Regions from separate parts of the Gossypium hirsutum genome. Here region 2 is linked to region 1. Evidence: chromatin contacts called from public Hi-C data. All regions are on one chromosome and are shown on one strand. The core of a region is the stretch at or near the end of the contact, and the rest is flanking DNA. Distances in the headings are between cores, read along the strand shown. Region 1 holds the start of LOC107957689 (ribosomal RNA small subunit methyltransferase I). Region 2 holds the start of LOC107943432 (bifunctional nuclease 1).

Region 1 (4,808 bases), core at 1,613-4,112:
TTGTTACCTATTTGAATTGATTTAATATCAAATTTGAGCATAATAGACGACGGCCATAAAATTCAAAGGGGTAGGAAGTCATCTGTGAAGACGAAGCTAAGGAGCAGACAAGGGCCTTGACCCCCTGTCAAATGGAAAAAAATAATTTATAGTCCCCCTTAAGTACTGAATTTTCATTCTAAGCTTTTTAGTCATTTAAATAAATTGGAAAATTGCAATTTTAGCCCCTTTTAAAAATAAAAAATATAATTTAATCTTTTTTAATTTTTATCGTTGGCCCCTCAAAATTTTAAAGCAAGGTAGCTAGTACCACACTAATGGATGTAGCGTTTTTCTACTAGAATTGATATATATATATATAGGTATCAACATGTTCTGGCATATTGTTTCGGATTTATAACTTTTTAAAGAATATTTAGTGTAGGTATATTTTAATATTTAAAAATATTAAATAAATATTAAATATAAAATATTTATCAATTATACAAAATAGTCATTTGATGTTTTCACTAGTGCGAAAAGGGTCTTTTTGATGTTTTGTTTTAGCACTAGAACGATGCTCACCGACTGGAATGGTTGGAACCGATGCGGAACTGACCAACACGTTTTAAAGTTTTATCTTGTCTCCCCATTGACAAAATTTCTGGTTTCATCCGTGGTGATTTAGGCCCTTCAAATAGTAAATTTGCTTACTAAATCTATTAAAAAAATATAAAATTATAAATTAATATAATAAAATTACTTTTTTGACAGAATTTATAAATTATAACCTTGAAAGTATAATTAGACTGATTATAAAATATCAACAGTCTAAACTATCCAACCCAAGTCAATTTAAACTCGAATTAATCTGAATCAAAATGACTCGAATAAATAATCAAAATTAATTCAAACCCGTAATGAAACTATCGAAAAGTTTAAGCCTCAAACTCCAAAACAACTGCAAATACCCTAAACCTCAAATAACTTGATTAAGATTAATCATTACCTAAACCAATTTTGTTGTTTGGTGTTTTAACAGGTATCCAACAGACTCTGAGAAGCTAACGTTGTCATCACAAACAGGGTTGACCAAGAACCAAGTATTAATTCTTTTATAATCTTATTTAAACTTTACCCACAAATTTATCAATTTGTTTAAGCTTCAATTGATGTTGTTGTTAATTTCAGGTATCGAATTGGTTTATAAATGCTCGAGTTCGGCTATGGAAACCAATGATTGAAGAAATATACGAAAAGGAGCTTGCAGATTCTCCACAACACGTCTCTCATGATATTCTTATTGAGGGTTGATTCGAGCAGTGGGAAAAAAAATTCTGTTCTTTCTCATGATATGATTTGAGACTTAATTTTTGTTGAGGAATCGACTCTTTCGAGAGAAATTTTTAAAGTGTCGTCTATCGGATATTCAACCAATCCCTAAACAATCGAAAGTATTATCCCTTAATGGGGGTTTTATCTCCTGTACTGTGTCAAGAGTCAATGTTCCATGAGCAGTTGTCTAGTGGGCCTGATTCAAAGAGTTGAAGCATCTCTGTTAGTAGACTTGCAAGACTCAAGGTCTAAGGGAGAGGTGTTAGTATAGGACGTATAATAATCTAAAACTGAGTTAGACGTACAGAGAGTTGAACCACTAATTTGAGGCATATAAGTCACTTATCTGCAATCGCGATATCATTTGAGTTAAGTGTCTTCTAGGCCTTAGGTTGATGTTCGAGTCCTCTTATATGCAAGTAAGCTTTAATTATTACACATCGTGTACTAACATATCTTTTTAAGTTTTGTAAGTACACAAAATCAATGCACTCCCAACTTTGCGGCAAATATTTATTAAAAGTTTTCAAGCTTACTAAATCCAAATATTTAACGAATTCAAATATCTAATAAATAATTTAATTAATTATTAGATTACGACATAGCCATGATGTAGGTAAAAAAATTATGTAATAAACATATTTATTAAAAATTTATATTTGGTTGAAATAATAATTTTAAATGTTTAAAATGTATTGTGTCACTTGTTCAAATATCATTACGATTGTATTTGTATTGATTTTATATCAAAAAATAAACGACAAAACACTTGTATAATAACATAGCTTAAATAATACTTGGTTGACTCGTGAGAACTCAATTAAGGGTTTATTATAAGTATAAATAATAATGATTCAAATAGTAATACTCGAATTCAATATAATTTTAGAATCAAAACATATTTGTGAATTCAGATTTCATAAAAAAAAACATAATGATAAATAAATCCATTAACATTTACATTTTTTGTCAATTTGAACCTTATTCTTTTTTAAAGCTAAATTTGACCCCGACCTTTAAAAAAAATTAAATATGACTATCAACTTTTAAAGAAATTGGATTGTTGTTTTTTTAACAAAAATATTAACTAAAATGTTAAATTTTTTAAATATTGCAACCTCCATGACAACCCAAGTATAATTCATGCTTTTTTTTAATGTTTTAAAATTTTAATTTATTTTTTAATACTTTTATAAATTTTAAATTATTTGTTGACTATAACATATAAGACAAATAATGTCGTGTTAGTATGAAGTACACGTGGATTGTTATGAGAGTTGCCACACCGCCACTAAAAGATTAATATTTTAGTCAAAATTTTCGTTAAGAGAAAAAAAAATTAACTCCTTTTAAGAGGTTAATAGTCAAATTTAACTAAAAAAGGCATAATGATCAAATTGATAAAAACGTAAAAGTTAAGAGCTAAATTTATTATTATGCTTAAAAAAAAGTACAAAAGTAGAACAAATGGGCTTGTTGAAGGGCCATGTTGGGCTTTTAGGCCTAGTATTCAAATGCAAACTATTATTTGGATGGGCATTCGTTAAACTCAAAATTCTCGGAGGGATAAATCCTTATACTCTCTACTCAGTTAAGTGATAATGCTGCTCCGACGACTGCCTTCCACCGCTGTTTCCCTCGCAACCGCCGCTCTATCCCGGCGTTACACTTCTTACTTGTTCTCCTCTCAGCGACGCCTTCAATCCTTCAATTCCATCTCCTTTTACCCTACAATTAGCTTGCTTTCCTTTTGCTCGTCCTCCGAAATATCACCGGAATTTACCGACTTAATCGCCGATCAGTCCTCCAAACGCGTAAAAATTCCACTCCTTTTGACTTTTTATTTTAATATTGCTTTTCAAATTTATTTGGATTAATGTTTAATTCAGTTTTGGTTTCTTATAGGGACCTCTCAAACCTGGACTGTATCTCGTCGGAACACCTATTGGAAACCTTGAAGATATAACTTTACGGTAATTTATTTCTATTCTTTTAGTTTATTTTTATTATATATATATATGTATATTCCTGTGGATCTTGACCTGATGTAGGGGCGTAAATGAGATACATTGTGCTAGCAAGCTCGAGTTTGACTAAAAAAATCTTAAACTTGATTAGATAATTATCGAGCTGAGCTCAAGTTTGAGCTATCAATACAGCCGAATTTGAACTTAGTAATACTTCGCTCGAACTGTTTGCGAGTTATTGAGCTTAATTATTGAGCCAAGCTCGAGGTTGAATATGTACGAGCTTCTTGAATATAAAAATTAGTGAATGAGCTTAATCGGGCTCAAGACAGCTTGATTATATCTCGAGCTGAACTCAAGCTTAAAAATAAATGTTCGATCAAGCTTGAGCCGAGAATAGAGCTCCGAATTTCTAGTCAAGCTCCCTAGTATTTGGGATCGGCTCAGCTCGAGTACAATCTCTAACTTGAAATCGAAGACTGGAGCCAATCAATCTGAACTCAAACCCGAACCTGTCTAACATGAAGTCAAATGATTTGAACAAGTAACTCGAAAATACTAGAGCTTGAACTGAGCAAAACTTAAAATGATTCGAAGTTGTTGTTATCTGAACCAAAAATTTGAACCAGCCATAATCTAAAACGGCTCAAACTTAAAATTGATACAAAGACTTAAAAATTTTAAAACTCCAATCAATCTGAGCCAGATTGATCGATCCAAAATCAGATCGATCCAAAATCAACTTGACCCATCAAATCGATTAGCCTATAACTATCATGTTATTGGTGATTTCATCAATGCAGTGCTCTACGGGTGTTGAAATCAGCTGATGTCATACTATCGGAGGACACGCGACATTCTGGGAAGTTACTTCACTATTACAACATCAAAACACCTCTTGTAAGTGAGATCGAGCCAATTTTTTCCTTGATCAGTTTGGTCCCTTTTGTTACGTCTTTCAACAATTCTGATTGTGTGGGTTTTAGAATTTCAGCTAAGTTACCACAAATATAATGAATCTCAAAGAGAACACACAGTTTTAAAGAGGTTAAAGCAAGGGGAGATTGTAGCCTTGATCAGCGATGCTGGAATGCCTGGCATTAGTGATCCTGGTACGGAACTGGTTAGTTTTTGCATCCCTGTTGGCTGAATTCTATAGAATGCTTGGTCTTTGATTAAGAATGCAACTATTGATGTTTGGTATCGTTGTTTAGGCAAAGATATGTGTGGATGAAAACATTCCTGTGATTCCAATTCCTGGACCATCTGCCTTCTTAACTGCTCTTTCTGCCTCTGGGTTGTCCACTGATGAATTCACATTTGGTAACTCATTTGTAAATTATTGTGGTTGAACATGCTTCTTCTGCAAATTCTTGTAAAGTTAAGACTCTTATATGTCATATAATGTTGCAGTTGGATTTCTTCCGAAACATGCTGGTTCACGGAAGGAGAGGTTGGTTGCTTCTGCAAGTGAAACAACAACGCAAATCTTCTATGTTCCTCCTCACAAACTTGGCCAGTTTCTTG
Region 2 (4,808 bases), core at 1,092-3,591, 130 kb before region 1:
TTTTCCCCTCTTAAAAACGAGCAAATTAATCCCTATATATTTAGATCAAAGAGCAAATTAGTCCTTTCTATTAAAAATTCATCTATTTGTACTGTTAAAAGCTGTTGTGTTTGATGGAATAACCAGACAATGTACGTCAGCGTGACAAACAGGGACTAATTTTTAACAGAAAAACCAATTTGCTCTTTGTTCTAACATATAGGGACTAATTTACCCATTTTATGACTAGAGGGGGCAAAACGCAATCCGACTCCTACTACAGAGGCCTCCATGATACTTTTACCAAAAAGAAACTATACTAAAAAATAACGCGTAACGAGTACCTTGCACCTCACGGCAATGTTGATGGCATCAGAAGGCCGAAGGTCAAAACAGACAGACTCTGTCTCATCACCGACCTGTAAGAACATCATCCAACATGAGTCGATGAAGACTATACAAGAATATCCCCAAGTTAAATGTCACACGAATGTGCTAATAGTGGAACCAGAAGTTCAACATTGAAGTACATGTATACCTTGGTCAGATAAAGCTGTGCAAAATAGGCCTCGTGTACTCTTTTAGTAACTCGAACAAGCTTTACCTGCAAAAACCCGACATAAACATCATGAATTCACAATCAGATCTCAAATGAATGAAGATAAGTCCGAATATGGTGGCGGAAATGAACTGTACCGTGTAGCCCATCTTGTCAATCATGTTCTTCACTACTTGATACATAGTAGGTCTAGCCTGGAAATGATAGTCAAAACATATGTTAGCATTCATATTCAATACAAAACCGATTCCAATCCTAACTTAATGGGAGAGAAAGCAATAACATACAATTTGGACATTACGTAATGCTGCCATGAGCAACGCACTCGGCATCTCCACTGAAATTGAAATCAAACGTCAACAATAAAAGCTAATAAACAGAGCCAAAAGATAGAAGGATCAAGTTTCATGATCACATACAAACAATGATCGGGAGAAGAAGACCGGTCCCATCTTCCATCTTCAGAACAATAGCAGGATGTGGTGCATAATCCGGAAGATGACCACCTTGAGGATTGTTATGGACACATCTTAAATGCTTACCATCCCTCATTTTGATCATAAATCCATCAGCTCCGCTCCTCACCTCAACTACATATGAAACAGACATACATATCATATCATATCAACAATTATCCACATACAAAAAACCGATTCTATATCTGAATTCATAGAACAACATATCAACAATTCTCTACATATAAAACCCGAATCTATATCGAATTCGAAGAACAACATATCAACTATTCTCTACATATAAAACCTGAATCTATATCGAATTCAAAGATAGCAACGACAACAACATATCAACAATTCTCTACATACAAAACCCAAGTCTATATCGAATTCCATGACTGACAGCAGCAACAACAACACATCAACAATTCTCTACATATAAAACCCGAGTCCATATCGAATTCGAATATGACAATAACATCAAATACGAAGTAATTCATTAGCTTAAAAACCACATACCAGCTTCAACCACACTAGAATTAACATAATCTTCATTGTTTTCATTGAAATTCTCAGCCATACTTCCATTCCCATCGGAAGATGAACTAAAAATACACTGCACCGTGGTGTTAAACCTCCTCCGCCGTTTCAGGTGACCGGAAATGCCACGTGGCTTACCTTTTCCATCAACTATCCCTCTATATCCCCATATATCACTCTGATGCAATCTAGACCTCGGAAAAGGCCCATTAAACGGCAGCGTATAAACCCCAACTTGCTTGCTATCAACGGCGGGGCAAATCACCGGTCCTTGCAAACAAACCATCTTTCTTTTTGGTCCCTCTTTTAGAACCTACCCCACAATTTGAAACAAATAAAAATATCAAATATCAGATATTTTTTGTGTAAAGATCATATCTTTAAAGGGAAAAATAAAAACCCATCAAAGATCAACACTCAATTACAATAATTAAAGCATAAATTATTTTTTTAAATGAAAAAATTATAGATAAAAATCAAGACTCTTTAAGTGTTAGTATAGAGATGAAATTATCAAAAGGGTCGATTTTGATCAGCGATCAGAGCAAAGTTTTTAGAGAATTACGAATCTTTGGAAGTTGAAGGAAAGCTTGTGTTATGAAAGAAGCCTTTTTTGATGATCAAAATCAAAGAAAAACAAACGAAGGGAAAAAAGAAGGAAAATAAAAGAGAAAATCTAGAAAAATGGAAAGTAAGTAAATAAACCGACAAGTTAAGGATCAGACGAAGGAACGAGAGATAGGCAGAAGATAACAGATACTTTTCATAGAGGCTTGAAATTTTTTATTTCTATATTAGTCCCTGAATCTTGTGATTGTTCGTTTAAATTTTTTTCATTCGTGTTACTCCTTGAACTTGTCAATTATTTTCATATTTAGGGACGAATCTAGAAATTTTTTAGTGAGGGCCAGAATAAAATTATAAATTTTTGAGAAGTAAAAATATAATTTTATCATTTATTAATTTATGATTTCATTATTTCTAAAAGGATTAAATATTAATTTTTCATTTTTAGGAGTCAAAGTTCAATTTTACCATATATTAACTTAAAATTTCATTATTTAAGATGGATTAAATTAAATAATTTTCATTTTTGGGGGGCAAGGCCTCTGCTTGTCCCCTTAAATTCATCTCTACCCATATTGAGATTTGAATTTTATTTATCTAAGTTTAGAGATTAACTTGGACAAAAAAAAATTCAAGTCCCAGTGTGAACAACTGCTTACTTCATGTCTTAATATGAGAATAATTATCAAGTTCGGAGAATAACTTTGAAAAAAGAAAAATTTAAGTCCCAATGTAGGAACTACCGCCAAGTTCAACCCCAAAAAATGGATTAACCCTAAATTATTATATAGATATAGCTATGATAATCTAATAAAGTTTTGGATTCGAGTTTATATATATATATATATATAATAGAGCTTTTCCTTTTTATAAGATTATAGTTTATCTTGACTTTAGATTTAATCGAGATTCAATATGATTATTGTATATCAAAAGTTTAAAATATATATATTAATATTTTATTAAACTAATATATACTCTCTCTCTTTTTAATTTATTTCTTCTTTTATTTTAAAAAATTTAATCACTTTGGGTTAAAAATTAAAGTTCAATTCAGCACAATTTTAGTGGATTTTTGTTAAAATCAAATATGAGGCATTTTAATATTCCACGTATTGATTTAAAAATTAAAATCCAATTAATTTCACACATTCAAATTTAATAAAGTTATTATTAATTGGACTTCAATTTTTAAATCAAATAAGATAGAGGGATAAAATTTTTAGAGTTAAAAGTTACACGATTTATCTATTAATCATGTGGTCGAAGGTTCTATCATTGCTCATGAGAATAGAGTACATTTCATGGTCAACCATTTACCTCTTCGAGGAGCACCTGGGACAAGAGAATTAGTTACTGCTACAAATAGTGGATACTCTTGATTATGATAAAAAAGTATGGTTAAATTTTAAAAATTCGAAAGTAGAGGGTTTGAGAGTAAAATTAAACCATTAAAGAAGTATAAAGAAAATTTTAAGCTTACGTGGTTGGAGGACTTGAGTTAGGGTCTCAGATATTGCATCACTAAAATTAGGACCAAAATTTAACTTTTTGACTTTTAGATGGCAAATTGCTTCATCATGAATAGTGTTCTCCAAATGTCACTATTTATATATATATATTTTTAAGCACTATTTATTTATATTTATTTTCTCTAAACATGCTTTGCCAACCTTTCAAGCTGGTCCATAGCCATAGGTTCAGCAATAATTTAGCTTTTGGTTGCGATCAATGAAAAATTGAATCTCATAATTTCGGCATGAATGTGAATAAACATATTTTTTTTTCTCAGGATTCAGTAATTATATTGGATTTTTTAAAATTAAATTCGAGTTTGGTTGAATATTTAAATAGTGATAAAAAAATTTTAATATTATTTTTTTATTTATAAGATTTAAATTCGAGATCTTACTTAAAATAGATCGAGCTTTAATTTAACTCAACTAGTGTTTATCGAAAAAAAATATTTTTAAAATAAAATAATAGATTAAATATCACTTGATTAAGACCCAAAAAAATGCAAAAATATTTTCCTCTAATATTTTTGTTAATGAACATGATTTACATAATAAAAAAGAAAAGCAAAAAATATCTAGTAATATTTTGCTGTGTAAAAGAAAAGATATTTTAGTGGATGTTGATAGATTTATATTATTTAATTTTTTCAAATAAAATTAAAGGAAAATTTAAAGGATTTTTTATACTAAATTAGAAGAAAATACGTGTTTAAATGTATTTGAATCTATGTTCGTTTAGTAATTGCAATAACAACGGTGCAAATTGAGGTAAGGCATAATCAGAAAAAATTTAGAAAACTTATGGTACAACTCCTTGTGAGAAGAAATTATATAATAAATATATTTATAAAAATATAATATACAAATAATCGAGGTTTGTTCAAATTGTAAAGTTAATATATTAAAAATCATAGTATTTTAGGATCAAATTTCATCATATACATTTTTTTAAATTTTACATAAATTATAAAACGACAAGAATACTCTCATAATAATGTTTATTATTTATAAAATGAATGAAATTTCTAATAAATTTTTAATTAAATTGAGACCAGATTGATGAAAGCTTTCAATCATGATGGAACTTAAATTAAAGCATTAGGACTAACACAATCAATGCTACATGATGGAACTTAAATTTAAGCATTAGGACTAGCACAATCAATGCTTCAATTATGATCTATACTATAT

What was found. A called contact is a pair of places that touch in the nucleus more often than the background predicts.
Region 2: a Hi-C map of leaf shows a contact between it and region 1, with 2.6 times the contacts expected there. The contact joins the promoter of LOC107943432 here to the promoter of LOC107957689 in region 1. A contact is called at or near these places in 10 of 34 Hi-C or Micro-C datasets (callus, hypocotyl and leaf).

What each region holds. Positions count from the first base shown.
Region 1 is chrA06:588,944-593,751 of Gossypium_hirsutum_v2.1, reverse strand. LOC107957689 (ribosomal RNA small subunit methyltransferase I) reads left to right here and starts at 2,862. Exons shown (of 12, transcript XR_005928211.1): 1 at 2,862-3,128; 2 at 3,220-3,287; 3 at 4,085-4,181; 4 at 4,276-4,404; 5 at 4,496-4,604; 6 at 4,695-4,808. LOC107957691 (BEL1-like homeodomain protein 11) reads left to right here. Exons shown (of 4, transcript XM_016893242.2): 3 at 1,022-1,082; 4 at 1,171-1,723. The coding sequence ends at 1,293.
Region 2 is chrA06:718,375-723,182 of Gossypium_hirsutum_v2.1, reverse strand. LOC107943432 (bifunctional nuclease 1) reads right to left here and starts at 2,341. Exons shown (of 11, transcript XM_016877188.2): 1 at 2,243-2,341; 2 at 1,513-1,846; 3 at 958-1,128; 4 at 826-875; 5 at 676-732; 6 at 518-583; 7 at 324-398. The coding sequence starts at 1,819.